2 separate regions of the Sus scrofa genome follow, and region 2 is linked to region 1. A link is a contact called in public HiChIP or PLAC-seq data. All regions are on one chromosome and are shown on one strand. The core of a region is the stretch at or near the end of the contact, and the rest is flanking DNA. Distances in the headings are between cores, read along the strand shown.

Region 1 (5,730 bases), core at 1,448-3,947:
GGCCCTCGTCCTCATGCGGTGCGTCCTGAGCAGGGGCTTGCTGTCTCCCTCCGCAGGCCGCGTGGTCAACATCAGCAGCATAATGGGCCGCTTGGCCAATGTGAGCCGCTCCCCCTACTGCATCACCAAGTTCGGGGTGGAGGCTTTCTCTGACTGCCTGCGCTACGAGATGCACCCTCTGGGAGTGAAGGTCAGCGTGGTGGAGCCCGGCAACTTCATCGTCGCCACCAGCCTCTACAGCCCTGAGCGCATCCGGGCCATCGCCACTAAGATGTGGGAGCAGGTGCCCGAGGCGGTGCGTCAAGACTACGGCAGGAAGTACTTTGATGAGATGGTCGCCAGGATGGAGAACTTCTGCAACAGCGGCTCCACGGACACGTCTCCCGTCATCAATGCTGTCACCCACGCCCTGACCTCCACCACCCCCTACACTCGCTACCACCCCATGGACTACTACTGGTGGGTGCGAATGCAGATCATGACCCACTTGCCTGGAGCCATCTCCGACAGGATCTACATACACTGAGGAGTGTCACACTGGCCTCTGCTGGGGAGCCCTGGGTGCGGGGAGAGGAAGAAGGGAGGGAGGGGGAGGAGCTTATGTCCTCACCTCTTGGTTACCCATTTGTGGATTATCCCCATCCCAGGAGGACCTATGGCCAGTTTGACCATTAACCCAAGCTGGTCACCTAGCCCAACTCATGTGCCCAGTAAGTTGGCTGGACCTTCTCGATCGGGGTGCAGAGTGGTGGGCAGGACCCTCAAACCTCAGGGCAAACATGGTGCATCTGTCAGAAATTTCTGAGGTTGATTTTATACAAAGATTTTTTGTGAGATGTCGTTAAATTAACAACAGATTTATTGTAAACTAGAAGCCAAATCCTTTACTTTTTTTTTTTTTTTTTTTTTTTTTTTTTTTGTCTTTTTGCCTTTTCTAGGGCTGCTTCCCGTGGCATATGGAGGTTCCCAGGCTAGGGGTCTAATCGGAGCTGTAGCCCCCGGCCTACACCACAGCCACAGCAACTCGGGATCCTAGCCACGTCTGCAACCTACACCACAGCTCACGGCAACGCCAGATCCTTAACCCACTGAGCAAGGCCAGGGACTGAACCCGCAACCTCATGGTTCCTAGTCAGATTCGTTAACCACTGCGCCACGACGGGAACTCCCCAAATCCTTTACATTTTTAAGACAGAACATCAGTTCAAAAAATTTGTCTCACTTGATCCTTAAACCAGCCTCATGAGTAAAAATGACAAAAAAAATTTTTTTTCTTTTGTACATGATGAAGTTTTGGCCCACAGAGGATACATGAATTACCCTTTCGTTGCTTTATAGGTCGGTTTTTTTATACTGCTTTATATAAAATATAAAGGTCCAAATTGTGTATTCCTGCCTCTTCTTAGGAAGGCTCCACGAATTTTTTTTTCTTTTTAGGGCTGTAGCTGTAGCACATGGAAGTTCCCAGGCGAGGGGTCAAATTGGAGCTGCAGCTGCCAGCCACAGCCACACCCGATTCAAGCTGCGTCTGTGACCTACACCACAGCTTGCAGAAGCTGGGGATCCTTAACTCCCTGGGCGAGGTCAGGGATTGAACCTGCATCCTCACAGAGACAACATCAGGTCCTTAACCTGCTGAGCCACAATGGGAACTCCAAAAGGCTTCACATTTTATGTCGCAGGGCTGCTCTGGGCCCAGTTATCCAAGGATCCTCTGATGAGCTCTGTAGCCTCACATGAGCCGTACATACCATCATGTGCCCGCCCTGCATCTCTTTGCATGTCTGTGGTGCTGCTGGGTGCAGCCTGCAGCCAGTGATTCAGAGCTGACTGTGAGGAGGGGGTGGTGACATTCTGGAGATCTCCATTTGAGATTTCTCCAGCCTGTCTTAGGACACACTTGTGTGGAGCAGCTCATTGACTAAGAGGTGATTTGTTTCTGGTTTGTGTCTGCTTGATTCTACCTGGCGTGGGACCCATGTTGAAGGGGCATCCTTGATAGAAGCCGTGATACATAGGATGGGCACTGTGGCATCTTCTCCCCCAGGGGCGGGTCCAGGTACCCCATCTGTCTGTCTCTCTCTCTCTCTCTCTCTCACACACACACACACACACACACACCTGTTCTGTGACTCTCAGGGTGGCCTTATTGATAGCTCACCTTCCTATTATGGCCTTAATTTTAATAAAACCAGGGCACTAAGCAGTGTCTGTGTTATCACTTCCTGGGCTTGGGTTTGAAGGCTAGTATCCCTGCAATTGCCCGGAGCCTGTATGTCTGGACCAAAACCAGGCAACACCCTTCTCCAGGTAGCAGAGGGTCCTGAGTTCCAGCCCTACGGTTCAAATCAGGACTTCCGCCTTGTCCTGGATGGCCACGCCTGCCGCAAGAGGGCGCTCTGCCTCCTTCGCTGCAGGAGAGGCCCCAGCTGCTGATTTGGGAGCTCCCAGCCACCAGAGCCTGAGGTCTCAAAGTGTTGAAAGGGTTCGTGATCTCCAACTCAGAAACAGTCCAGGCACAAAGACACAAACCTCCTCAGTGACAACTTTTCCGCTCTTCTAAGAGCTTGCTGGCTTAAATGTGGAGCTTGGTGCCAGGAGAAGGCCGAATTGGGGCCACTCTGCCACCTCTGCAGGGTGTAACCTTGAGCAGGCTGCTCTGGGTCTGAGGCAAAGCCTGGAACTTGGGGAAGGGAGGAGGGGGGCTGGGCGGGGCTAGACCCTGAAACTTTGTCCAGTAGTATCTCTGTCTATGGGGACCCATGGGCTGGTGCTTCAGCCCGAACGGCCCTTCCCCTGATGGCTGGAGGCTGGGTGAGGGCTTTTTGAGAGCTGCTCCTGCCAGCACCTTGTTACAGCCCCTTCCCACCCCCGTCCCCCTTTCCCTGAGGCCAAGGGCTGGGAGAGCAGGTGACTGGCTAGCCTGGCCCTGCCTGCCACGTGTGCCTCTGCTCCCCATGATGGGGGACTGCCAGACTCTCCTCTTGTGAGACCTGCTTACTTCCTGCATTTCAAATGGCCTGGCCCTGCAAAGCTGTGCCAAGTGGTTCTGGTGCAGGTGCAGACATGAGCAAGCAGAGGCTCCCTCGGCTTGGGTAGCACCAGGCCCCGACTGCCAGAGAACAACCGGCACATCTGTGCAGGCCTGGGCCCAGTAGGCAGCCCGCCCAACTCCTCCTCTCCCCGGGTTCTCACAGCAGCCCTGGGAGTAAGACATTTTACACACAAGGAAATAGACCACCCCAAGTCTCTCACCCAGGAAGGGGTAGAACTGGGTGGCCAAGTCAGACCTAACCTCCAGCTAGTAATGCATGAAAAGCAGGGCAGATGGCACCAGGATCTAAAATAAGGAGGGAAAAAAATACCTCGATTATGTAACAGTGAGAGAGATCTGTAGGCATATGCACAGTACAACCATGGAGTGCTACCCCACGAGCCACCTCCCCCTGCCCCTGCCCCTGCCCCCACCTCCTTCTGCCCTCCCCCATCTCCCTCTTCCCTCCCCCTGGGCTCTGGGTGCTGCTCCCTGGGAGGGGATGTGCCAGAAGAGCCCATCCACATCCCTCCCAGAGGAAATCTGCCTGGGCTCACACTGCCCCATCCTGGGTATTTCTGAAGACATGCTCGAAGACTACCAACACCTTAACCTTGAACAGAAACAGATTCTGGAGCTGCCCTCCAAGGACTGGAGGGTTGTAGGAGCACAAGGCCTGAGAATCCTCAGATAAGGATGTGGGACAAGAAGGGCTATGGGGCTGTGGTGTAGAACAAACAACAAACAAGAAACCTAGAGCATCTAAGACCTTCCTGGTGTGCGTAGGTACAAGGAAGGTGGTTTGTGAGGTTTGTGGCTTCGGAGGAATAGGGTGCGTACCTACTGGGCAGGGTCCAGGGCCTGTGATTAGAGCTGGGAGGGCTGCCAGAACCCCTAGGACCTCAGAGAAGGAAGAGGGACTCAGGCAACATCAAGCTTGACCCCCAGCTTCTAGACAGGGGCCAGGCTTCGAAGCCCTCCAGGGGCAGGAATCTCCTTACTTCCTAAGGTGGCGTTTCCTTGGATAGGGAAAATTTACCCAAGACTGAGCTAAAATCTACCATCTCTGACCTAAGTCCTTTGACACTTGGCTCTGACCCAGAGCTTCACAGAACACTGGATTGGAAATGGCCAAGTCAGGTTCGAGAGCCCAGGTCCCTCATCTGACACAGCTTCCACACTCCTCGCTGTCTGAACAGAGTTTCAGTTGGGTTTACCCATCTCATTTTTGATGACACATACCAAGGTGAATGGTCACCTAAACCCCCTCGAGCAGCACCAAACTTGGGACAGGTTTTAAATACATCTGTTGAGCTGATGAAAATTTCTTACCCACACGTGCCCCTCACAATTGTCTACCTGAGTCATGTCTTATCTGATCCTCATCAACAGCTTATGAGTTAGGCAGGGCTACTATTCCTACTTTAAAATGAGGAAACTGAGCCTCAGGGGCTGGGTGCTTTGCCCAAGATCACAGAGCCAGGAAGTGGGAGAGCCAAGACAGAAATCCAGTCCTGGCCTCCATCCCTAGGCCCCTCTCCCTTACCCCCAGGCTGCCTCTGTCTGTCCATCAGGGCCCTGGAGCTGGGCTGGACCACTTAGCCAGAGGCTGGCCATGTAGCCTGTGAAGGAGTGATGGCAGGGAACATTAAACTCAACTTTCGGAGTTCCCATCATGGTACAGCGAAACAAATCCAATGAGGAACCATGAGGTTGTAGGCTCAGTGGTTAACAACTCTGGCTAGGAACCATGAGGTAGATGGTTCAATCCCTGGCCTTGCTCAGTGGGTTAAGGATCCAGCGTTGCAGTGAATTGTGGTGTAGGTTGAAGACTCGGCTCAGATCTGGCATGGCTGTGGCCGTGGCGTAGGCCAACAGCTGTAGCTCCGATTAGACCCCTAGCCTGGGAATCTCCAAGTGCTGTGGGAGTAGCCCTAAAAAGCCAAAAAAAAAAAAAAAAAAAAACCCTCAACTTTCTTCCAGTCCACAGTTTTGCAGAAAGCAGTGGAGAAAGTGAGGTTGAGCCTTTCGTCCCAGGTATGTCTATTGTGTCTGGATCTGCCAGCAGCCTGGGCTCTAATGGGGAACCTGCGGTGGAGAGCACAAGGCCAGGAAGAATTCCCAGGGCCGGACCGAGACCATTCTGGCCTCAGCATTGATGTGCATATGTTAGAGGAGACAGTGTGAATGTGGACCAACCTCAGGGGATACCAGGACCCAGAAACTCCCTGCACTGCTCTCTTGGTGAAACTTAATTACTCTATAAAATGTGAGGCTGCTCCCACTTATCAAATTATAGATGAGCTTAATTACAGCTCGCTGAGTAACCACACTGGTGCCTTCAAAAATAGCAGTGGGCTGATTGCTCTTCTCAGCTTCAGCTGTAGCCACCCGGGTTTCGGGAGGAAGCGCCCACTGTTCCCAGGGTCTCCGTGCTGCTAAAGCTTGCTCCAAGCCTGTGGAAACGGGCTTGGCGGACTGCAGAGCGGCACTGGGCACTGACTGGCTGGTGTGCTTACAGCCAGCGAGTGCTCTGCTGGGCCATGTCTGTTCCATTACTGGGTCGTTTACTCTGTTGGGGCCTCTCTTTCTCTCCTACTTGCGTTGTGTTGTGGCCAAAGGTTTTGGCTCATAATGTCTGACCGAAGGTGTACAAGGTAGTGCGGGACTTGCCTGAAGACACAAGGAAAAGCCAT
Region 2 (5,380 bases), core at 1,298-3,797, 110 kb after region 1:
TAGGATTTTGCCTGTTTTGCTTTTAATTAAATTTTTAATTTGGAGATAATTACAGATGCATACACTGTTATAAGATATAATACAGTGATCCCGTGCCCCCTTTACACAGTTTTCCTCAGTTAAGACTTAGAAGATTCTTGTACAATCTCACAGTCAGGACAGTGAACACTCCAACAAAATCCGTCCTGGAGTCCCCATTGTGGCTCAGTGGGTTAAGGACCTGATGTTGTCTTTGTGAGGATGCGGGTTCCATCTCTGGCCTTGCTCGGTGGGTTAAGGATCTAGCATTGCTGCAAGCTGTGGCTTAGGTCACAGATGCAGCTCAGATCCCTCATTGCTGTGGCTGTGGTGTAGGCTGACAGCTGCAGCTCCAATTCAACCCCAAGCCTGGGTACTTCCATATGCCACAAGTGCAGCCATAAAAAGAAAAAAAAAATCTGTCCTTCCTGTGCCTCAGTAGTTCCTGCCCTTGGGGAGAAATAAGAGAATAAGACACATACTGAATCAAAAATAGTGCAATATTGGTGTAGGATAACCAGTTGAATGGTACCAACCAACTGGTCCTGATACCTGGGGGTCTTAGGGGTATCAAGGGTATCAGGAGAGGCTTTCCAGGGGAGGTGGCATGGAATTGGTCCTTGAAGGACGAATAGGACTTGACAGACAGAGGTGGGCATCCAGGCTCCTTAAGAACTGGAAGATAAGTCTCCTTGAGAATGTCTTTCTCTTGTTATAAATTTACTGCGTAACCCTAAAAGACCAACAGGATGAACAGTTCTACTTTTCTTCCTTCATAGCAGCTGGGCATGCTGTAGCATGGAAGGCAATGGTATTGGTTTAATTTGGGTGATTGCATAAAACCCACGTGGTTTTCTAGTGTTGTAGGAGAGCGTGTGATGCTGATTAAGGCTAAAGTGACAGATGCCCCACAAACCCCCCAGGGGCCAGTGAATTTTTTGTCTCCTCCTGTGGCTGCAGGTTCTACCCTGCACCTGAGGGGCTCCACTGTTTCAAGGAATCAAATAATCCACAATTGGTTATCTTTCCCTTAAACGTTTTGATAATCAAGCCTGCAGTGCCAGTGTCTGTACCTAATTACCTTTGCCCTTGCTTAAACTTTCTCCTCTCTGGGTTTGTGGTGTGAGAAAGAATGTGTTTCCTTGAAGCAAAGAACAGCAGAGCCTGGGAGGTCAGGGAGGGAGGACTTGGAAATTTAGCAATCATCTGACCTTACCCCTTATTTTAAGACTGGAACATAGAGGTCAGGAGGGGGCAGTCCTGCCCAGTGTCATCTGGGGAACAGGGATCAGAGCGCTGGTCTCTTGGCTGCTCTGGCCGTGTTCACTCCAAGGCATCCAGCTGTTTCCTCCTCCCACAAAGCCGGCCCCTCTCCAGCCTCCGACCCGTGGCCACGTGCCAAGAGTCTCTAATGCTTATGACAACACGGCCCAGGAATTAGGTGTACTTGGTTTTCCTTATGTACAGAAGCATAAAAAAGATCAAAGCATGTACAGTTTGATGATGTTCCCAAATGCAAGCTCAAATTGCTGAGTTAAACAGCCAGCAGTTTTTTTTTTTTTTCACGGGCTTTCTGAAGCAATTGCTCAAGATGGAATTAAGCTGTATTTGCCTTTGGCTCCTTCAGAGCCCCTCCCACTGCCTAGAAAGGGGAGGAGGGGGGACCCAACAAAGACAATCTTGAGACACTCTTGCCAATTACACATTTTTACCTGCCTGATGTTCCTCTGCTTTGCATTAATTAAATCAAGACCAGGTGTCTTGCAGATGGGTTCGCTGCTGCCTATCGGAAGAGATGAATAGATCTCAGCAAATGAGCAGGGGAAAAGCGCTTAAGTTTTATGGGTCATTGATGCTGCTTCTCTCAGCAGAAACCAAGACTGAGAGAAAGGAGAGGCCTAGTTCATTAGAAAGCCTCAGTGGCTGCTTCCATCTTCGCCCTCTCCAGAGCCCCCAAGGGCAGTCAGGTCCCCTCTGCCAGCAGATCTGAAGAAGTCAGACCTCTCATTCTAAAGAAAAGTGGTTCAGGACTGGAGATTTTTGACCTGGGACCAGAGGCTGCTGACAGGGCCCTGAGCAGCGACTGGGAGCCCAAGAGTGATGGGGAGCTGTCTCCTGCTTCCCTCCTCTTCCTCTGCTGGCTGACAGCTCTCCTGGCTGATGTCAAGGCGGAGAAAAAGGAGACAACAGAGCCAGAATTTAAAGATGTTCTGACACAGTTCAGGACACAGCTCTGCCCTTGTCCCTAGGCCTGGTGAGAACAACTTTGGATGAAAACACAGAGTGACACCCCCATGTCTGCTCTCTGGAGCTCAGGCTGTCCAATTCCATTGGCAAGGCCAGGTCAGGTTTCCTTCTGGAGGACCCGGGAGCCAGGCTGAGGCCAGGATGAAGCGGGGAGGCGGGGAGGCCGGGCAGAGGGAAACAAAGGTCACTTATTACTGACAAAGAGGGCGTTTGTCCCAGCGTGTAAGGCCCCGCGCTTTCACACAGTACTGGGCCATTCACTGGGGCCCTGAGCTCACACTAACCAGCTAATCGGTTCCAAATGCTCCTCAGAAGTCTGCCTTCCACGGTGCAGACTTCTGATTCACTGCCTCGGGCACGGATTTCTGGGTGAGACCATGGATGAGCAATCCAGGGCCAGGCAGGGGCCCCCCAAGCTCACTCACACGCTGCTGGAGGCAGGCGCACCCTCTTGGTCTCTGTGACTGTAACAGAACATGAGCACACTTTGCTTTGTGCAACTAGAATCCCTTTCTAAAGAGTCCTGGGCCTCGGCCACCATCCCCCACAGCACGTTAAACCAAAATGTCCTGGCTTTGGAGGCCTGGTGGAAATGACTAAGCTGTATCTTGCAGCCAATGGTCATGTCATGTCATTCTCATCCCAGAAACTGGCAAAGCACATAAGGTAAGGGTTTGGTCTGTTCATTCTTTGGTTTTCTGCCCACTCTCTTTCTGAGCCCAGTCCCCAGAGGTCTCTTGGCCCCATGACACTTTCTTTTTTTTTTTTTTTTTTTTTTTTGTCTTTTTTTGCCATTTCTTGGGCCGCTCCCGCGGCATATGGAGGTTCCCAGGCTAGGGGTCGAATCAGAGCGGTAGCTGCTGGCCTACACCAGAGCCACAGCAACACAGGATCCGCGCCGTGTCTGCAACCTATACCACAGCTCACGGCAACGCCGGATCCTTAACCCACTGAGCAAGGGCAGGGATCGAACCCGCAACCTCATGGTTCCTAGTCGGATTTGTTAACCACTGAGCCATGACCGGAACTCCGACCTCATGACACTTTCATCAGCAACCTTCTGGTGCCTTTTAAAGGAGCAGGCCTGGTGGCCTGAGTTACCTCTTCAGGCAGCCAGGGAAGGAACCTACCTGAAGTCAAGGTGGCGCAGGCTTAGGCGAGGCAGGGTAGCACCTGGGCGCATGAAAGGAGACACTGTGGGGAGCCCAGGCTACACTGATGTGACCTTGACAGTGAGCACCTCCGGACACTGTGCATCCTCCGTGCCTCTCTTGCGTCACCCTGGTCCTAGCCTTGGGGTTGGAGGATATTTCTAATCCTGAAGGGAAGCAGTCCACTTCCCTCGTTCCAAGCCCAGAATGCTTTCTACAAAAATACCAATGCTTCACCCAAGAACCTTTGGGAGTGGACCCGGGGCTCACTCATGGCAGGGGGAAAGTCTGTCGTGCAGCCGTGGTGGAGAGTTGGCTGGTCTGAGGGCTCCCACTGGGCCACAGGTAATGGATGGATGTGCTGCTGACGTCTGCTGCAAATTTGGCCAGGGCTCAGTTGTCTCTGTGCTGACTTGGCTCCTCTAGGATTTTCTCTGGGCCCCACAAGGCCCAAGGCCTGGCTAGACTTCTCGGAGAACTTACAAAGGCCGTTGATATCGGCTACAGTGCCAAGCCCTGCCCCTGCCCCCAGCTCCCCAGCCAGACTTTCAGCTAAGTTCTTTATCATCCTCCAGGAGCCCCCGAGATTCCCACACCGTGCTGCCTCTCCTTTAATGTGGCCAGAGATACTCACACGTGTGCAGGGAATGTATGCGGTTGTCCCTGCAGACTCTGACAAGAGGGCACAGTATTCTCCTTGACCTAGCAAACATGACTCCCCCCAAGACTGGGACCTGGGGAGGGGAGATGAAGACACATGCTTATCTGGCAGCCCCCACCCCATCTCCCTTTTCCCATGATCTGTTGGAAATAGAAGGTTGGGCTCCCACGCTTCCTCCTCCTGCCTCGGGAGGGACTGATAAAATTCTGTGATCCCATCCTCCAGGCCTTTAGAAAATCCTCTCTCCCTAGCCCTTGACTTTCAAGCCTATTGTCAGCCTTGGGATGCATGGAAATCTGATTTGACAGTGAAACCTCAGCAAAGGCAAATGTTGCCCTTCCCCTGAAGCACTGACACGCCCTGCTCCAGGGAATGGGCCACCACAGAGCAACGAGATGTTTAAGATACAGAAACGCTCCTAAAAATATTTCAAAACAACATTATCTCTGCATTTTTGTGCCAAGAGTCAGCATTTTACATGGAGCCTTGGGATGCACAGTCCTCTTCCTGGGTCTCCCCTCACCCTTCTTGGAGAATCTGAGAAGGCAGGTGCAAGGATTGGGGGCTTTCGTTCCCAACTCACATTTGCACAGTGAGACAGGGGAGAGAATGAAGTAAACCCTGGGGCCCTCAGAGGACAGGGCTGGGGTAGAGGAGCCAGAAGGAGAGAAACAAAAGCTCTGAAATGGGTCCTGAGTTTCTGCTAAAGCACTTATCTTCTTGGAGTCCTTAGGCCTCGGAGCAGGTCTAATATATTTTATGGAGAAAATTGAAGTCTTTGACTTAGCTATGAAAACTGGAAAGGGCCTACCTTTCTTGGCCTCAAACTGGGTGTACAGGGTCTGGACTGACTCCCTGGGTGTTGGTTTGCCTGCCTCTCCCCTGACTCCCACCCCAGCATTCTGTTTGTGGCAATCTCCCTGCAAACACTCCTGTCGCAGGTTGGTGCAGGCTCCCATCTCTCTCTCCAAACGGCTCATCCTGCCTCTCACTCCTCTCTCCTGCCCCACCCTGCTCCCCTGCCCCCGCATGCATGGCCAGGCAGGGCTACGTGCCAGCCCACAGGCCCCATTTCTGTAGCTGCACAAACACCACTAAGCCCTCTAGGCTTCTAGGAGCTGGGCCTGCCCTCCACAGGAGATTAAGAGCCCACGGTGAGTCAGCAGCCCGGCTGGGCCCGAAGCCCCAAACTCCTGGCTGGGCTTCTATCAGCCTGGCCATTCCCAGTCCCCTCCTGTTCTCTCTCCTGTGCACCCCCTTCTCCCCCTCCCCCAAGACCATAGGTAGGCATCTGCCCCCACAA

What was found. HiChIP or PLAC-seq counts read pairs in DNA pulled down with a chosen protein or histone mark.
Region 2: a contact with region 1 is called in an H3K27ac HiChIP or PLAC-seq map of skeletal muscle, with 2.7 times the contacts expected there. The contact joins two enhancer-like sites. A contact is called at or near these places in 4 of 47 Hi-C or Micro-C datasets (embryonic fibroblasts, epiblast stem cells and fetal heart ventricle) and 1 of 2 datasets of contacts at active chromatin or transcription factors (skeletal muscle).

What each region holds. Positions count from the first base shown.
Region 1 is chr13:132,645,069-132,650,798 of Sscrofa11.1, forward strand. It overlaps BDH1 (D-beta-hydroxybutyrate dehydrogenase, mitochondrial), which reads left to right. Exons shown (of 7, transcript XM_021070089.1): 7 at 57-2,203. The coding sequence ends at 526. Among named protein-coding and RNA genes, the nearest start is that of BDH1, 46 kb to the left of the region's middle. Within about 2 kb of position 2,698, at least 11 of the 83 cell types and tissues checked have an H3K27ac peak or open chromatin away from gene starts, as enhancers often do. A contact at or near this core is called in skeletal muscle, where this site is marked.
Region 2 is chr13:132,753,419-132,758,798 of Sscrofa11.1, forward strand. No RefSeq gene overlaps it. Among named protein-coding and RNA genes, the nearest start is that of DLG1, 64 kb to the right of the region's middle. Within about 2 kb of position 2,548, at least 46 of the 83 cell types and tissues checked have an H3K27ac peak or open chromatin away from gene starts, as enhancers often do. A contact at or near this core is called in skeletal muscle, where this site is marked.